Linked DNA regions of Xenopus tropicalis: region 1 is linked to region 2. The links are chromatin contacts, called in public Hi-C maps. All regions are on one chromosome and are shown on one strand. The core of a region is the stretch at or near the end of the contact, and the rest is flanking DNA. Distances in the headings are between cores, read along the strand shown. Region 1 holds the start of nr6a1 (nuclear receptor subfamily 6 group A member 1). Region 2 has its middle 4.7 kb from the start of mir181a-2.

Region 1 (6,089 bases), core at 3,379-5,878, 61 kb after region 2:
TGCTGGCAGGGATCACCGCCCAGTGGACCGGTAGGCTAATAATTATATTTCTGATGACAGCCCTGCGAATCTGAAAGGATCTAGGATGGTGTCTGTAAAGAGCTGGTGGTGTCTGTAAAGAAGCCCTAATCATAACTTTTTTAGTAAATAAATTCATTTTAGTATATACTATCAATTTTCATAGTATAAATATATATATTGTCCAGAATAGTTCATTTAAACTTTAAAACTGTCTTGGATTTTAGAGGGGTTGATATTTAACCCTCCCTTTTCAAGGCACCAGCTAACAATTTGTCTTTTCTTTTAAATGTGAGCCCAACTGCATGGAGCCCATTCAGATTCTAGCATGTACTTTGCCCCTCTTTTTCACATAAGCGGCATGCTTCTCTCCCCCACCAAGCTTCATCTTACAAAAAAGGCACAGTAAGAGCCTGTGCATCTGAATGAGGAGCATTAGGATAAAAATGCATTAGAGGTGGAATTATCTGTCCTCTGGTACAGTAGAAGCTTTTCACTTTTTTTTAACCCTTTTACTGGTGACACCTGCTCGCTGTGCCTTGTAAATCTCTCACTTCCAGGTCTCATAGGAATTAGCACAAAATATCATTGGCTTGATTCAACAACTGTTGCTTTTTGGAAATGCATTTTTTTATTTGTACAGTCCAATCCATAGGGGTCCTTATTTAGGTTACTATAATCTAGAGATTATAGGTTACACACAAACTATGGACAGTTTAATTAAGGCCCAGGATGGTTGTAGACAGTGTAAAGAAACGCACGCAAGGACAGGGAGAACTTACATACTCAGTACTGGTCAGAATCTAACCCAGGCTTCCAGCCTTCCAAAGGAAAATGTTGTCATATGTGCAAATACTGCTGGTGCAATTTAATTAATTATGATGATGACTGGCTCATCTGTAATAAAAATATTGTTACCATGTAGACATACAACCTTCCTGACTAGGCCCTGACCAAAGATTTACATCACCCAAGCACCATACTAATGTTGCCCTTGGTGGCACGGATGTTGGCTTTGTACTGTGCCATATCTCACCTACTGCACAAGCAGTTTAGGCTAAGGGGGAAGCCCCCTAAGAAACCTGAATATTCCGAGGTCACATGGAGCTGTCATGGGAATGAAACTCGGGTTTCCCCGAATCAACTCTTGGAGCCCAATGAGCCCCGCTTCTTCCCGATTGGCCTGATAGCTGCAATACTGGAGCCAAAATGTTGTAAAATCTAGTTTTCAAATGCTGTATGTATTTTTTTTCTATGTATGTTTTACACTGCTGTGAAATATCCATAAGGTGGAAGAATGGCAGCTGTCCTTCCAACTGGTCATCTCACGCATTATAGAACTGGTCAGACCAAACACTATAGAGACTAAAATAGTCCATGCTCTTGGGAAGCCACCTGACCCCTTCACTTGGGTTCTTTACAGACAGCTGCTCTTGGTTTTGTTCGAACACTTGTATCCGTGGCCATGTGTGCTTGGCATCTCCCTATAAGACCCTATCTTATTTTCTACAGACTTAGGAAATTTTACACAGAATTTTGGATAGCAGTCGAACATGACCACACTGCCTGTTATTTATAGGAATGACATTCAGGGGAAACTTACAGATTTTGGATAAAATTGCACATTTTATGGCTACATTTTGGCTGCAAATGGATTCCATTCTAGTAAATGGTAGGCCAAGTTATAGCACCATTCTAAAGAAATACAGGAAGAAAATAAACTAGGGAACATATTTATGGAACCATGTAATAAATCACTGTGTAAATTCAGCGTATTTATAAAGTTGTGTATTGATTTTAGGCTATCATGTACAAAACCAATGCAAAAGGCAGCAGCCACTTGAAAATGTTGTGTAAAAAAAGTGTTTATCCATCGCCAATTTGTAAGCAGTGTTTTACATAGCAACGTTCAATGTAACTTATTTGCCATGTGGCTATTTCCCTCTTGACTGAATGTAATACGCAAGGTCTGAGTTGGTGTAAAATATTGGCGTTGAATACAGCAATCAGGTGTTGTAATATCAAATACATACCTTATAGCTAGTGTAAACTCCAGTCTCGCACAAAACAGCATATTTTTGCATTTCTATGCTTATATTCACCATCAGGTTCTCTGTCAGTGCATTATTATGCAGAGAGGATGGGATGGTCCTTGTTCCGTTAGTGTCTCTAAGCCAATAAGTTTATTTTTATCTGCTTTTTACACTATTTAGGGAAATAGTTACACTATATAGGGAAATCATTTTACAGAGCATGATAAATAGGCCCTCAAGTGTGCTTTGGACCTACCTTCTATATGAGTCTGTATCTGAATGCCACTTATATGTCTTCAGTATTCAGATTTTCTCCATTTGTACAGCGCTGCAGATTATAGTGGTGCTTTATTTGGCAAAATAAGGCTAATACCACACCAGGCTAATTCTCGACCTGCAGATAAATAGAAGTCTCTACAACCCCTATCAGCCTACCCCTGTACCTGCATCTGGAGCCACTGGGTCGCCCTGGGTGCAGACTCACAGGGCGGATTTTGTCAACAAAACATGCGAGTATTTCAGCAAGAAAATCTGCTCCGTGTGGCTGCACCCAGGCAGACCCAGTGGTGCAGGTACAGGGGTTGGCAGATCCGCAGGCCGAGAGTTAGCGTACGGGCTGATACTCGTCCTGCATTTATTCACAGGCTGAGAATCAGATTGGAGTAGCCGTAGCCTAATAAAATACCAGCAGTTTCACATATATATATGTCTGTATATGTTCAGAAATATCTTGTCTTACTATCATATATCACAGCTCCTACTGGCGAGTTACATTTGCTACTGAAGAAAGAATTCAGCCAGCCCCCAATTGCCTATGAAGTTCATGTGGAACCTCTGTAGGGTGTTAAGTTTTTTTTTATTTCTGTACCATCTCAAGGCCACCTCACAGCCTCACTAGCCGCAGCAGATTCCATGCTGAAGCCACAAAACACAAACACACAACAATTGGTCGATTTGCATAATTGCTATTTGTTATAGATACGCAAATTCCTGTCCATCTTGTTTCAGCACAATAGGACATTACATTAAAGGGTCCCATTTGCATAGCTCAGTCGCCTGAAGGGGTATTTGAATTAACCCCTTTAGAGCCACTGCCCCACCCCCTAATCAGTCACAATGGACAGCAGGCCTGGCTACCAGGGAAGAGGCTAACTGGCTATTAAAGACCATTGAAAGGATTTCTGTGACATTTGTAATTGAATATTCCTTATTTTGCGACAGAATTAGAAACAATAAAATAAATAAATGCATGTGGGGCAGGGAAACATGAACAGGGCAGGGAACTCCCAGATATGGTTGCCACTGGCCAGTAAAAATGCTGCTTAATGCCAATGTTAATAAAAATATAGGAAGAAAAAGTGGTGCAAGGGTTAAAGGCAACCCTACAACAGTATAGGAGTGTATACATAAATGCATGTGCTGGGGGGGACAGCCAGGACTCTGTACTGCACATTGTAGACCCAGAGGCACATAGATACTGCTGATTTTGTATGTAGCAGTATCTGGCTTGGGGCCCATCACATGGTAGTAGGGGCCCCATAGGCTTTTCCAAGGTAGGCAAAGCAATACCCATACCTGGTGGTGCTTGCAATGGGGAAGAGAAGTACAGTATTTATTTCTGACTTTTTACATAATGTATATATACATTATTCTACAGTATGTACAATTTGGTGGACTTAACCGCTTTGGCTTTAGAACCACTTTGGCTTTAGAATGCTCTTGATCTTAGTACATTCCTCAGCCCCCCAGCAGAGCTCTTTCCATGTAAATGCCCAAAGCTCCTTATCTCTCAGCTCATCAGCATAAGTATCCAAGCTGCCTATCTGGTCAGCATGATGTCTACTGATTATACTAATGGGAGCAGCAAGAGCCCTCCTAAGGTTGGCACTTCCTGGATTGCATGCACGGGAATAGCCCTAATAGATGATATTAAGGCTCTGTATGTATAAATGCCAATATCTTGGCATTTTCATTGATTATCAACTTATTGTGGTGTCCTATTACGGTATAGCAGCATGTAGCAACTCCCAGAATGCTCAGGAAGACAGAGGTCGCTGGGAAATACAATGCTAGGATGTGCAATGGGAGATACTGGTAAGAAAATCTCTTACATTTTTAATAATGTAAACAAATAGGTGTCTGCATGCAGAGAATCTATTGTATATACTAATGTATATGGCCCTATCCATAGCTGAATATATGGAGAATTATATATAGGTTATGGGAAATAATCACAGGGTCACATATTAATGAATACAAAGCACAGAGAATACCAAAGTGTGCCCAGAGATAAGAGCACAGCAAGAGCCAGAGATTGCACCAAATGATTACATACCGATCAGGGCATAAGTGTATTTTGTATTTATTTTTACATGGAAGGTTATTTAGGGTCCTGAACATGAACTGCAGTAATCCAGGGAGAATGAGGGTGATCAGTTCCACTTTGATAACCAGAGGGCAATAAACCGCCCCCCTCCCAAACCAGGGCTGACCTTAGGGCTTGAACTGTAGTCACATGACCAGCTCGTAAACTGACCTGAGAGGGTCTCTGTCCCTCCCAGCCCTCAGAGCCGATCTGGCAATTACAGCAACAGGAGAGTCCCCATGATGCTGCTGGGTTCATGGTAACATGCCCAGCTCCATGGCTGCACCCCAGCACACACGCACTGGCATGAGATGGACACATGGGAAGGTACAGTACCCACTCTAATCTGCACTGGGGCAATACAACCATTGCACATCTCTAATACTGGATGGGGTTGCTTTGGGCTTCTTGGATACTGTACCTAGAAATCAGCAGGATTAGAATTTCTACATACCCACAAGTATACCCTGTGCATCATTTCAACTATAAAGACTATGTACATGTGCTAACATATACTTGTATACCAACCTTTATATTTCATTTGGTCATTATAAACCCCCTCCCAAAAATATTAGCTATTATGATATCAGGTTTGGCCTGAAATACATTAATTACAACTATTTACATGGCTTATTTTTTTGCAACTGGATCAATTGCTGATCATATAATATTGCTTTAGCGTTAAATCATTTGTCTGCATTTATACGGGTATATGGGTATTTTATATACATTCTGTTTTGTAGAATTGTAAAGGCTACCCAATCTGTTTGCTTTTACTGTAAAATGATATTATTTTGTTTTTATATATATATATATAATTAGATACAAGCCATCATTTATTGGTAATTCAGTTAGAAACAGTTTTGGCTGCAATAGGTTTGACAACCTCCAAATTTAAAAACAAAATGGCTAAATATACGTGTACATTCAGTCCCCAAAATTAAAAGGTTGTTTTTGTAATAGAACAAGTAATGGGGCAGATAGCTAAGGAGACTCCTTAGTTACATCTGACAAGTCTTTCCACGCTGGTGTAACTATTACAAATCCAACATACAAGTCCTGCCTTGCTCTGTTTACACATAACAAGTCAACACAAATTTCAGTTGCAAGTGTAACACAATTTACACATTACTTATTAGCAAGCTATGCGCTTCCATGCAAAGAACTGGTTTGTTTCCAAAGCCATTGAAATACCCTGCACTTATTGTATGTACCGCCACTGTCCCATTGCTGGACGTGCAAGGTGTCCTGTCCCATTATTCATCAGATATTAATAATTAATGTGCAAGTGGTAAAGATAACAGCAGCAGGCGTTTAAATGTCTAGTGTCAGTGGGCCTAACACTGAGTCTTTGGAGCAAATATGTCTCTTTCTTTACTGCTTTCCTCTCATAATTATTATACTATATCTGTACTAACCAGTAGAGCCCTCCCAAAGCAATTCCAAAAGTAAGTTTGATTTCTATATAATAATATATTTCCAGTAGATATAATAATCCCCAAATGCCAAAGATAACCATGTCCCACCAACACCACCATACTCCAAATATAGCCATTATATTAATGATGCATTTACTGATTAATATGGTAAAATATGAGGCATTCTACTGGTTTATAAGAGGCGAACTGTAACACCTGTAATGTTGCTCAGATGAAGATTGAGATTTGTATCTT
Region 2 (6,436 bases), core at 2,148-4,647:
TTATTCCGTACCAAAAGGCAACTCCAGTAAATAGTTGCCGAGCTCTCTCTTTCAGAACCTGTATCATCCTGCATAAAATGTAGCAAGCAAGCAGTTAAGTGTCTTGCCAAATGTGAATTGGTATCTCTTTACAAGAGTTGTATCATCAGCAATTGTGCATTGCAGGCTACCCTAGCCAGCATTACTGTAAATATACATGTATTTGCTATGTATCACTTGCACTGACTATAACTAGCGCACTCTCAGTGATAAAGCAAGAAAGAACTGTTGTGTTACTGATAGAAAGGAAGTTGAGTCAGCCATATAACTATCAGGTTATCCACGTATGGAAAGAAAGTAAATCGTATTTGCTCCATAGCATTAAGCATTACACATTATCATCAGGCAAAAAGTACCCCTTCTGATGCAAAGCGAAGAGGAAGGCGACCCTGAGTTACTGATGCTCTATATATGAGCAGTAAGGTATCTGAACCTATGCGAAGCTATATATCTCTGACAGTACAAGTTCACCTGCTCAAGTTACAATGCTGGCAGCTATTTTTAAAGTCCGAGTTCCCACACAGTGCATTTAGTAGCTCTGTTTCCTGTTAGTAATAACGAAAGAACTTTTTCTGGATAGACAGCTTTAAACTGGGTTCACACCAGGGCAGGCAATCCCTTTTTCTTTCTACCTAGTGTCCTTAGGGCACGTTACAGTGACTGAAAAGAATTCACAGCTCCCCTCCTCCACCAGTCACATAATCTCTGTTATAATTCAGTACAGTGAAGGAGGTGGCTCTTTGTCGTTTGATGTACCAGCCCCATCCTATCCCTTGAGATGTATGTGGGCAGCACATTGTCGGTTGGGTTGCATGCAGTGTATATCAGTGTTAGGCCTGGGCTGGGATTTAAAATAGACCCTGGCATTTCAAGTACATAGAGGCCCAAACAGCCCCCCCCCCCCCACCAGCCCACTAAATAGTGACTGTCTATGGCAGGGGTGGGCAAACTTTTTGGCTCACGGGCCACATTTACTCACCCCCGGGTCGGACCGGGCCAGGGTGGGCAGGGCCAGGCCAGCGTTACGGCCCCCTTCGTCTCTTTAATTCCGGCACGCCAATGACACCAAGTCTCGCGTGATGAGACTTGGCGTCGTCGGCGGGCCGGATTAAAAAGGCCAAGGGGCAAGATGTGGCCCGCGGGCCGTAGTTTGCCCACCCCTGGTCTATGGCATTTGCCAGAATCCACAGAATGTCAGTCAGGGCCTGATCAGCGTGATGCACAATGCATTTTTTTTTAAAAGGCACATTTCTGCAGTGCTTTTCAGAGATTATTCATCATTCACATTATCCCCTGCCCCAGAGAAGCTTACAATCTCCTATACAAAGGTCCCTATCACATTCACACGTACTATAGTCAATTTAGTCAGAAGCCAGTTAACCTGTCTGTATGTTTTGGGAGGAAATCCATGCAGACACAGGGTGGAACATATAAACTCATATATGCTTTTGTGTGTGCCATGTTCTCAGAAGTGTATGTGTACATTGCTATAACTCAGGGCCCTTCTCCTGATGTTTGATGTCCATAGGAAGCCCTCTAACTTGCCTAATACCTTACCTAGCCAGTAATGAATCATTCTTTATTAGAGTTTAAAACATGAACAATGACACACAATGTTTCTCTCTGTATAATTAAATTGTATTAATAAGACCAGATTTGTGTTCTGTTTGAGCGATAAAAAAAAACGCTGTATATATCTGCATGGCCTGTATCTCCCCCATCCCATTCATCTTGTACACCACCCACCCCTCTGTGTTCTGGCGTAATGCCCACAGTCTGGGCCCAAACTACCCCTGAAACATAACTCTCACAGTGTATGGTTACAGATAGACTGCTAGTCCTTACACCAGGCAAAACCTAGAAAGCAAAATCACAGAATAGCAGCCCGTCGTTGCAAAAAAATCCCCAACTCTACACAGCCTATGACTAGCGCAAAAATGCTGTACAGAAAAGTAAGCTTGCAAATTATCTTTATAATTAGCTTTATAACCTTTCTAGCAAGAAACATCTTATATTTATACAGGAATGGCACCTGTTATCCAGAATGCTCAAGATCTGGGGTTTTCCCGAATTTTGCATCTCCAGAACTTAAGTCTACTAAAAAAATAATTTAAACATTAAATAAATCCAATAGGATTGTTTTTCCTCTAACAAGGATTTAGTATATCTTAGTTGGGATCAAGTACAAGGTACTGTTTTATTATTAAAAAGAATAAGGAAATTTGAATTGTTTGGTTTAAATGGAGTCTATGGGAGCTGGCCTTCCCATTATTCAGAGCTTACTGGATAACGGGTTTCTGGATAACATACCCCATGCTGGATGTGTAACTGTTGATCACAAAGGCAGCACTGTTAATTTGTTAAGTATTGTGCGCTGTTGTGAGCGACATACTCTGTATCCATTAGCATTAGGCAATTTAATCCAAGTAAATGTTAGTATCTGGTCTTCTGCAGCGCCGGTAATTCAGGGAACCCTGCTGCGAACGTCTGAGCAGCTAGCTCTGGCGGGTAACACCAGTAGAATGAAAGTGGAAAGTTCTATATTTATCCAGAAAAGTGTTAACCCATTCACCATGCATTTGCAAGTCAGAGCCTCAAGGATATGTTCTATCAACTGGCAAAGTTACTTTATCCTAATTCTTTAATGATTACAGATTGGGAAAGTACAAAGAACACTTATTTTTTTTTTAATTTACTTATTTTTTTAAACGGACAATCTAGCTAATTAAATGTGACTGCCCTTAATGTAAACGAACAAGCCTGTTTCAGGCAAGCCAACAGGGAAACAGCGTAGCGATGGAAAACTCATAAAAGCACTGTATGAAGTGGCACAGGGCCAGTGTCGTCTGAGGTGACCAGGGATTCTTAAGGCAACGCTGGAGTTTAACAGGCCCCAAATACATGCAAGTGCTGACCTCATTTTATGGTTGCTGAGCAAATGCAGGCAGGCGGCAAGGCAAGGGGGGAACAAATCCTCCCCTCATATTACTCTCAGTTAAAGTTTAGTTCAAAAGCCTAGACTCGTGCAGAGAGAGAATTAGGAATGGGCTGTAATTAGACGCCTATATAAATGGTTTCTGCAGCCAGACATACGCAGCTCTTGTAAGAATTTAGAGCGCTATACACGGCACTAGACAAGCTAGACAATCGCTTCTTTTTGTTGACTCTCAGCAGTGTTTGCCCAAAGCATTTCCCTACATGTTACTTACCCCCAGTGGCTGCAACTGCCAACGCTCTTGCTATGGCGATGCATTCCCTTATCCCATCACTTCTCTCTTTGTCCCTCTCATCTCTGCGCCCTTTCCTTTGGTCTATTCTCACCCCTCCCCATGGGACCCACCTAATGGCACAGCCTCCAACCAGATGAGGTCCATCGCTTTCATCAGCTCTGTGGTGTAGAGGAGCATGGCTAGCAAGCTGCCTATTCCTCTTAGCATAGCTTTTTCCTTCCTGCCCTGACCTCCCCCTCTAGAGAGCTCAGGGCTTCTCTACTGTAGATCCCAGCCAGCTGTCAATTCCAATCACTGCTTTTCTGCCACAATAAACGTTGGCTGTGGTGCCAAATATCTTCCAGCCCTCCATCTACAGATGCAGAGCGCAGTATATTAGTTTGCCTTTTCCTTAAAGGGAAAACACATCTATTTAGAAATACCCTTTATTCCCAATTTTTAGAACATATCTTCCTGAATATTCACATTTATAATGGGGGCTGCAGTCATTTTGTCTGGACAGTTTCCACAAACAGAAGAAAAATCTTAAACTTATATCTCCGTAGAATTAGTTAGCTTGGGGCAATCCATATGGCATCTTCACTTATAATTTTAGAGGAAACATGGCAAGTATATATGCCTTTTTGTAAGCTGTGCTGATATATACTTTGTAAGGGTGCTGGCACACTAGAAGATCAGTCACCTTCAATAAATCTTTGCTACTGTGGGTAACTTATCTGTGAATGCTTTCCAACTGGCAATAAAGTGAATTGCTGGTGGTAAAACATATGGGCAAGTTGGCCAAAGTTTCCTCGAGTACCCAGGGAAACAATGGCATGATAAATCTTATATAAAACACTTTTTACCATATATTTGATTTAAATATAGGTTGCTTGTTTAGTGGGAAAAAATCAGGACAGCATTGCATGCTTGTTCATCACCTGCTTAGTTTCTAATTAGGTGCCTTGGTTGTGAAATAAATCATTGCAATAAAATCTGTCTATCTATGCATGACAGGTAGGATAAAGTGGTGTAGCTAAAAGCAACATTATTTTAGGGTCCATCCTAAACTTTGGAAAAAAACTTTAAAAAATAAACATAATGATAAACTGGAACTTCTTTTGCTGCCCCCCAGCAGTTGCAATGTCTGTTGTATAGATTTTGTTGGCAATTGACAGTGTTACAGTAATTCGATTTCTCTTTTAAAATAAATTCACAGTTAAATGGAAATTGCTGGGGAAAAGTGGTTATCTGAATGTCCAAGTAACATGACTGTCTGTGGGTGCAGAATTCAGGGCCTCCTATGTTATGGTCATTGGTCAAATAATTAAAACTTCCCAGCCCTGTGTGTGGCTAAACTGGCCAAAGATCCACTTTTTTTGGAGACTATGCGCATTTATAATTTCTTCATTATTTTGAGAGTATGGGGTGGCAGCACCTTACAGTCTGCAGCTCAGCTCAATAGGGAACCCTGCTCTACTTAATTATTTCCTGTTCAAAAGGAGAAAATGTGCTGCCTCATATCTAAGTGTATTGTCATAATGAAATTAAATGGTCCCCTTGCTTGTGTTATTGTTGGCTTTTTAACACAGAAATCCAAAGCATTCCAACGTGAGACATGTTTAAAGGCATTGCAGCCATGTTTAAATAAGGGTTAGGACAGCTGCTAAAAAATTCCAAGCATGCTGCACAGAGCCCAGCTCCCTTGGCATCTGAATGAGGCCGAGAGTGGAGACCTGCAAAGCTACCATATGTGTCTTAAAGCCTTCGGAGATCATAGGGTTAAGGCACGCAGATGGCAGGAAGTTTGATTTCCTCCTGGGTGAACGTTTGAGATGGGGGGAGTTAAATTGTGAAAGCTTTGGAATTTAAGCTCTGGGGCAACTCTCTTGCTTTGTCTGTTGAATTTAATTTTATAGACAGAAGGTTTAAAAAGAGTCATTCTGTCACTGTATATTTCTGTCCTCTTTTCATACGGATCAGTAAGAGTAGTGGATGCATGGAACCACTCCAAAACCGAAATGACTAAGGAAATATTTGTTTAGCCATAATAAAATAAAATGTAATTCTAAGCAAATATCCAATATATATTATTAAAATATATTAATTGGTTTTAAAGTTATTTGTAAATGTAATTGCAACTAAGACCATTATTTGCTTATACTTTCCTGTTCTATGCACTCCCTTCTGCTTCTGACTTTTGAAACAATGTAGCGGAAAACCAGTTCTCCTCCAGGCCAGTTAATCCGTTGGCTTCTCCTATCTTGTTTCAGGATTCAGAACCATCTGGACAGATACTGCTCTTAATAGCAATTACATTTATCAATAACTTTAAAACCATTCAAATATTTCAATTTATGTTTAATGCTTATCTTTACTAGGCAAGGAGAGTTTTTTGGGTAGCCATTTCCTTTACAGGGAAACTGTAGCTACAAAACAAGTATTTGGTAGCATTTACAAACTACTTCAGATACACTTTATCATCATAAGCATCTGGTATCTTGGTAGTACAGATATAGGATCTATTATGTGGAATTCTTGGGACCTGGGATTTTTCAGATAAAGAGTTTTTCCATGGTATGGATTGCTACACCTTACATCAGCTAAAATTTATATATAGAAAAATCTTTTTTTTTAAAAATCTGAATTATTTTCTTAAAATGGACTCTATGATATTTGGTATTTTCTTAATTATGAGCTTTCTGGATAACTGGTTTCCAGATAAGGGATTCCATACCTTTTGCTACAACAGGTACCATCATTTGGTAGTCTACTTACTTTTTCTCTCAATGCAGCACTTATACCTTTATAAAAGAGCCTTGATCCTCTGAAACCCATTATTTATATATCATAATTCTGAACCATTGCAAGCTTAATTAGTAGAATAACAGAAATGGGACAGTTTAGTGAGACAATAAAAACAACTCTAAATAAGAAATATCTGACTGCCCCACCCTATTTAGACAACCATTAAAAAAATAGAAATATTTAAAAGGGATGATGTTTGAATTTAAGACCTGTTATAGCAGTGTCTTGGAACAGTAGCATAAACGTTCTTTATCAAAGCCAAGCAGCTATTACTGATCGTGCAATATGCTGGAGCATAGATTGTAGCACAGTTTGAAAACAAACCATGCATTTGACATAATTAAATATACACTATGAAAAAGACTAGTCACATATATGGA

The links. A called contact is a pair of places that touch in the nucleus more often than the background predicts.
Region 1: a contact with region 2 is called in a Hi-C map of neurula embryo, with 1.9 times the contacts expected there. The contact joins the promoter of nr6a1 here to the enhancer-like site in region 2. A contact is called at or near these places in 4 of 5 Hi-C or Micro-C datasets (brain, gastrula embryo, neurula embryo and 1 more).

The regions. Positions count from the first base shown.
Region 1 is chr8:28,700,897-28,706,985 of UCB_Xtro_10.0, forward strand. It overlaps nr6a1 (nuclear receptor subfamily 6 group A member 1), which reads left to right and starts at 4,629. Exons shown (of 9, transcript NM_001008004.1): 1 at 4,629-4,743. The coding sequence starts at 4,728.
Region 2 is chr8:28,641,449-28,647,884 of UCB_Xtro_10.0, forward strand. It overlaps a transcript of nr6a1 not described here. Among named protein-coding and RNA genes, the nearest start is that of mir181a-2, 4.7 kb to the left of the region's middle. Within about 2 kb of position 3,398, at least 3 of the 11 cell types and tissues checked have an H3K27ac peak or open chromatin away from gene starts, as enhancers often do. A contact at or near this core is called in neurula embryo, where this site is marked.